2 separate regions of the Rattus norvegicus genome follow, and region 1 is linked to region 2. The links are chromatin contacts, called in public Hi-C maps. All regions are on one chromosome and are shown on one strand. Each heading gives the region's core, a stretch centred on a gene start, on an enhancer-like site or on the middle of the called end of the contact. The rest is flanking DNA. Distances are from core to core; before and after follow the strand shown. Region 1 overlaps Ptpre (protein tyrosine phosphatase, receptor type, E). Region 2 overlaps Ptpre (protein tyrosine phosphatase, receptor type, E).

The links. A called contact is a pair of places that touch in the nucleus more often than the background predicts.
Region 1: a contact with region 2 is called in a Hi-C map of the A7r5 cell line, with 3 times the contacts expected there. The contact joins two enhancer-like sites. A contact is called at or near these places in 2 of 12 Hi-C or Micro-C datasets (the A7r5 cell line and the Rat2 cell line).

What each region holds. Positions count from the first base shown.
Region 1 is chr1:199,900,109-199,902,808 of GRCr8, forward strand. Ptpre (protein tyrosine phosphatase, receptor type, E) reads left to right here. Exons shown (of 21, transcript NM_053767.2): 10 at 630-727. Among named protein-coding and RNA genes, the nearest start is that of Mki67, 51 kb to the right of the region's middle. Within about 2 kb of position 1,418, at least 3 of the 93 cell types and tissues checked have an H3K27ac peak or open chromatin away from gene starts, as enhancers often do.
Region 2 is chr1:199,831,290-199,833,989 of GRCr8, forward strand. All of the region lies in intron 1 of Ptpre (protein tyrosine phosphatase, receptor type, E), which reads left to right. Among named protein-coding and RNA genes, the nearest start is that of Ptpre, 58 kb to the left of the region's middle. Within about 2 kb of position 1,367, at least 20 of the 93 cell types and tissues checked have an H3K27ac peak or open chromatin away from gene starts, as enhancers often do.

The sequences.
Region 1 (2,700 bases), core at 168-2,667, 69 kb after region 2:
ATTTCCTAGAAATAGAAGCACTTGTTACACATAGGGGACTGTGCCCTCTGTAAATGAGAGAAAGCCTGCCAGACGCTGGTGGAAACGTCACTAAGGCCTGCATTTCTTTTGTAAGCATCAGCTTGTCAAGGAAGGATTTCTTTGTCTCCTGTCCCCTTCTCCTCAGCATAGAAGTTTTAGCCTTAGGAGCTCAAGAGTTGTTATGCCCCTAGGCACTGTGTCATATTCAGGCAGGAAGTGGACAAAGGACAGAGGAGGTTCTTCTTCCTGACCCCTCCCTCCCTTTCCTTCCTTCTCCCTGTCCCTCTTTTCCACGTAAGCACACGTGTGCTCACACTCACATTCCAGTTTAGCAGTGCTGGAGGGGACCTGTGACGCTGAGGGACCCAAGCGTGTGGTGGCTCGCAGCCACTATGAATGCAGAGCAAACATGGCCCTCTGCCGTCTTCCTGTGGTCCCGTTTTCTTTTGCCCATAAATCAGCATGGCCACCCGAACTCTGGCTGTATAGAAAGTTTCCAGGCTGCAGGGCCTGCCATGCGCCTGGGGGAAGGTATGATCCTTCCAAGGCTGAATTCGTGAACAAAGTTTAGATGGCTCCTTCACCCTAACCCTCCTCTCTGCATGCAGGCCCCAAGCAGGAGACAGTGAATGACTTCTGGAGAATGGTCTGGGAGCAAAGGTCAGCCACCATTGTCATGTTGACGAACCTGAAGGAAAGGAAGGAGGTAAGCCGTGGGGGGGGCACCCCACTTCCACCCCAGCACTGATCCTGAGGCCTTTCCTTGTGACACCCACCCATACTCACCAGGGAGGCCTGACTGCTTCCTCTGCCCAGGCACTTCTCATCTAACAGGGGGTGGCAAACAGCACTCAGGCCTTCCAGCACCCTATCTTGAAGTCAGTCCTCACCTCACTGTCCTCCTCCAACAATAAGGAATCAGGGGTTCCCCTCTTTGTCTGAGAATCATCATGGCCACCCATGGCTCTAACCCCCGCTGGAAAGGAACAGAATTCAGAGTGAAAGGTACTGGTGTGTTTTGTATGAGGTAGGCCTGACTGCCAATGAACACCACTGAGCAGGTCTTTCCTGGACTAGAGAGGTAGCCTCCAATAGGAGGCTCGTGGAAGACATGAGTGAATTTGAAGCATCAGCTAAGAATGAGAGGTACAGTTGCCTGGTCTCCTATCAAAGCAGACTCTGGTAGCATCTGCTGAGCCTGTGTCTCCATTCCTGTTCCCAGGAACTGGCCCAGATGCAGGCTAGAAGGGAGAGCAACAGAGCCCTGGGAAACTAGAAGCCTGGCAGACTTGTTCGCACGGAACTTGCACACACACTAGCCTGGCCCTAACAGTAACCCATGTGTCAAGGACATGGGCAGAGCCTACAGGATCTGGGTGGGACACCCATTCTTGGGGTGCACAGAAGAACAAGGACAGGACTCATACAACAGGTGGCAGAGTGCTCTTGTCCCCACTGGTGAGCTCCAAGCCCACCAGCACACGGAAAAGCCTCCAGTGGCCATTTTTAGTTTCTGATCTATCAGAGAGAGGAATGGCTCAGTTTAGTTGTTGAGACAACAATGGGGACAGATGGGGACTGCTTCTTCTTACAGGGAGGCTGACCCCCACCAGAGCCAGTGGGTCTCTGTGACCAACTGCCTACAGAGTCCAGGTTTCTAAGCAGAGGCAGAGAGACCCTGAGGACTTCTGTTCCCCTGTGTCCTGGTGGTTTCATCTATCTCAATCTCTCCTAGAGCCTCCTGCTATGTTTTTCTGATCCTGTGACTTGGGGTTGCCTGCTGGGTCTCTTTATTTCCACTACCTCAGATGGAGTCATTTCTCAAGAGAGTTCCCTTTCCTTGGTGGCTTGCATTGTGGTCTCCACGATGTCCACATCCTGGGCAGGGCATTGCAAAACTAGTTCGGCTGGCATCTGACGAACTGAGAGTGGGACAACCAAGAGCTCACTGGATCCTGAGACCCCCTTCCCTATCTTTGCAAGAGTTTTTCAGGGAAGAATTGCTTGAGAGCCATCAGAGCCCTAGACGATGCATGACTCACCCAAACCAGACCCTTTGAGTGTCACTACAGGCCGCATCCGATGCCCCAATGCTCTGTGACTGTGGTCAGCTTAGGTCAAGATACAGGTGATGTGTATCCTGTAGTGTTGTGACAAGGATGCTGGTCTCCATGGTGCTAGGTACCTTTCACTTGAGGAGCATATGGATACTGGAGAGCTGGCCAGTTTGCTGTGCCTTTCAACCGGTCATTTCTAGGACAAGCTGTGAGGTGCCTGGAAGGCCTGTTAAATTTCTCCGAGAAAGATTTCTCCGAGGAAGATTGTGTGGCTCTTTTCCCTGGGGGTGGGGGGTGACCGCCGTTCATTCGTAGGCTGTGCTGATGAACAGTTTACTGCCTGCTAAGCACCAAGGCTTCAGGAAACACAAAGGTGCCCAGGGCTTGTCTTCTGTAAAGAGCTGTGGCCTGCAGCACCTCAGGGGTTCCCCTGTTGGTGTGCTATACAGAGTGAGTGGCCTGACCCAAAGGAGAACAGAGAGCTGGGCCCCAGGGAAATGTCTAGGGAAGGCATTCTGAAAGTGTGGAGGCAAGGCTCACTTGAGACAGACGGTTGTTGGGGGCCAGGCCCCCTAACTCTAAAGTGGGTTCAGTATGGACAGCCATGGCTGGTGTAGTAGGG
Region 2 (2,700 bases), core at 117-2,616:
GTGGGCTGGCAGTTGATGGGGATGCACCTTCTGAGAAAGAACGAGTAAGCTTCACTGGTCCTGTCTTCCTAAGTCACATCCACGTCATGATGCTTGGAATCTCCCTGCAAGACCCAGAGCTCAGCTCTGCGTTATTGGAAGTAAAAAATTGTGGTTTTGAGAGGTGATGGGGTTGGCCCATGGAGCCGTCTGTGCCTTAGCTGTGTGTGCTGTGGTCAGAAGGCAAATCCCAGTTGAACATCCTCAGTCTAGATGAGCTTGGGGCATGAGCAAGTACTGACAGATGAGGCAGAGGGTCCTTCTGTTTCTAATGACCTCATGCATCCAGTTTTGTCCAGGACGAGCCCAAGGAGGCAGCAAAGTTTATAAACCAGCTCTGGAGCCACTGTCCTGCTCAGGGATGGGACTCTTTGTAGCAAATGATTCTATGCTTGGGCCTCAGTTTCTTTATCTAGAGAACAGCTCCAGTAATGGATTCCTCCTGGGAGTCCTGAGAGGCTGAAGTGGCCCTCGTTGTGATACCTCTCCAAGGAGCTTGATGCGACCGTTCACACTGCTCTACCTTCGAGGACAGGAGCCCACAAGGAAGCAGCTCCTGGGGGAAAAGATAAAAATGGGGAAAAACAACAGTCAACAATAACACAGGTCCAAGCCATGACAGTGATTGTCGCTCTATCACTACCTGAAAAGTGTGTGTGCCCTGCACCAAGAGATGAGCAAATCATTAGCATTTGCCTGAAGCCGAGAGCATCCGTGCCTCTGAAGAGAATAGATCTGAACTGCCGTGCCCCTAAATTCCGGGGCAATCATAACTCTGTAGACAGATGTTGCAATATGGAAAACACTGGGCCTGTGCTTGCAAACAAGGGTTCCCCTAGCTTACTAATATGCAAAGAGGGCACCCCACAGTGAGCAGTTAGTGAAGTATCTTATGTATTTGGGTGGAGAGCAAGCAGGTGTCTTGCCTGGGAATGATTGCTAGAAATTACCCAACATTTAGAAAGTGTGTTGCTTGTCTGTTCGGGTTGACAAATGGATAGTGAGGCGATGTAAGCTTGGTGACACCGTTGCAAAGGTTCTTCTCCTTGTCTGGGCAGCTTGAACTTATGAGATAGGCAGAGATAGGCAGAGGAACATCTTTCCACACTCCTTTGTGTAGGGAGACTCCTCCTCTACATTCAGCCACTCTTTCCTGTTCTTCGGTGCATCAGAAGATGGAAAAGTAGCAGCTTTGCTGGTATCTACAAGGTAAACAAGAAAACTGTGAGACTTGGCAGTGCGAGATCTGTGCAATCTGCAGCCTTGGTGATTAGGAAACATGACACGCTCTCAGCACTCCACACCCCCTGGCAGCACAGTGTGGCTGTCTGATGGAATGCAGGCAAGCCTGAGGCATGGCTGGGGCACAGCCATCCCCCATTCATTGCCTGTGGTTCTCCAGATAGGGCCTTGGTTACTATTCTATTTCTAGCAGTGCCCTGCTGTTTAGCCAGTCTGTACATTCATGGGTATGGTGATTGGGCTTGAGAGTTACTACGACTGACAGTGGATAGCAATTCTTGCTTCCGCCAGAGGTCTTGACTCATTTACCAGTGCCTTCTGGGCAAACTGGAGTCCCAAGAGAAGACAGCCAGAACACAGCCAGAATGGAGGAACTTGGCCAGGTCTGATTATTCACAGTAAGATTTGTTCAAGGCCAATGTCCCCGGTATTTTCCCACATGGTGTTTTGTGTGCCTATGCTTCATGGAATCTTCAACTGTCATAAAAATGTTCGCATTTAAGATCTGTGATGCATATGAAAAATGTGTGCAAGAGTTTTAACATAAAATGCAAGCGCTTCCACAATTTTTAAAATCTTACCGCCCATTCAAAAGAAAAGTCTGGGGGCTGGGGATTTAGCTCAGTGGTAGAGCGCTTACCTAGGAAGCGCAAGGCCCTGGGTTCGGTCCCCAGCTCCGAAAAAAAAGAACCAAAAAAAAAGAAAGAAAGAAAGAAAGAAAAGTCTGTAGATAGATAAGCTACAGGCAGCAAAATGCTGCCCACAGGATTGCCCGAGATGCACGTGGGCCACTGGTGTATGGAAAGACACCAGTCTTTTGTCTGAGTTCAGAAGGATTGGCGAGCTCTGTCCACCTCAACAGCAACTGTAACTTTATCCTCAGCCAGCGCAGTTCTGTGGACTTCTAACACTACACTTGATTGTCCTTTTTATGAAGCTTGGCTGCACAGTAACTCCATTTGCTGGGTCCTTCTATCTCGGGAACCATCAGAGCCAAGCCTAGCTGCTGGTCACTTCCTTTGGGAGCGCTCTTCCTGGGCCTGACCTTGCCTGCCCCTCAGGCTTTCCTCAGGGTGGATTTCCCCTTTTCTGATGCGGTCACCAGCCTCTTTCCCAGAGTAAGCCAGGCTTCCTCTCTCTCTCTGTTCTGAATGGATGTAGCCTGCACCACCCAACATAGCTCTTCCTCTGAGGTGGGTCAGCTCAGACCTCTCTCAAAGACATATCCCTCCCCTGAGGAGAGATGTGGCCTCTCTGGCTCTTTTCAGGTATTTCTAGATGAAAAAAAGACAGTGGAACTGGGAGGAATTTTGAGAAATAAATCTGCCTGTAGCAGAATGTCATTCCAGGCTGTGGCAAGCAGCGCCCTGGACACTAGGAGCTTAAGAGAGGGAAGACAGTGACTGCCCTGAAGGAATT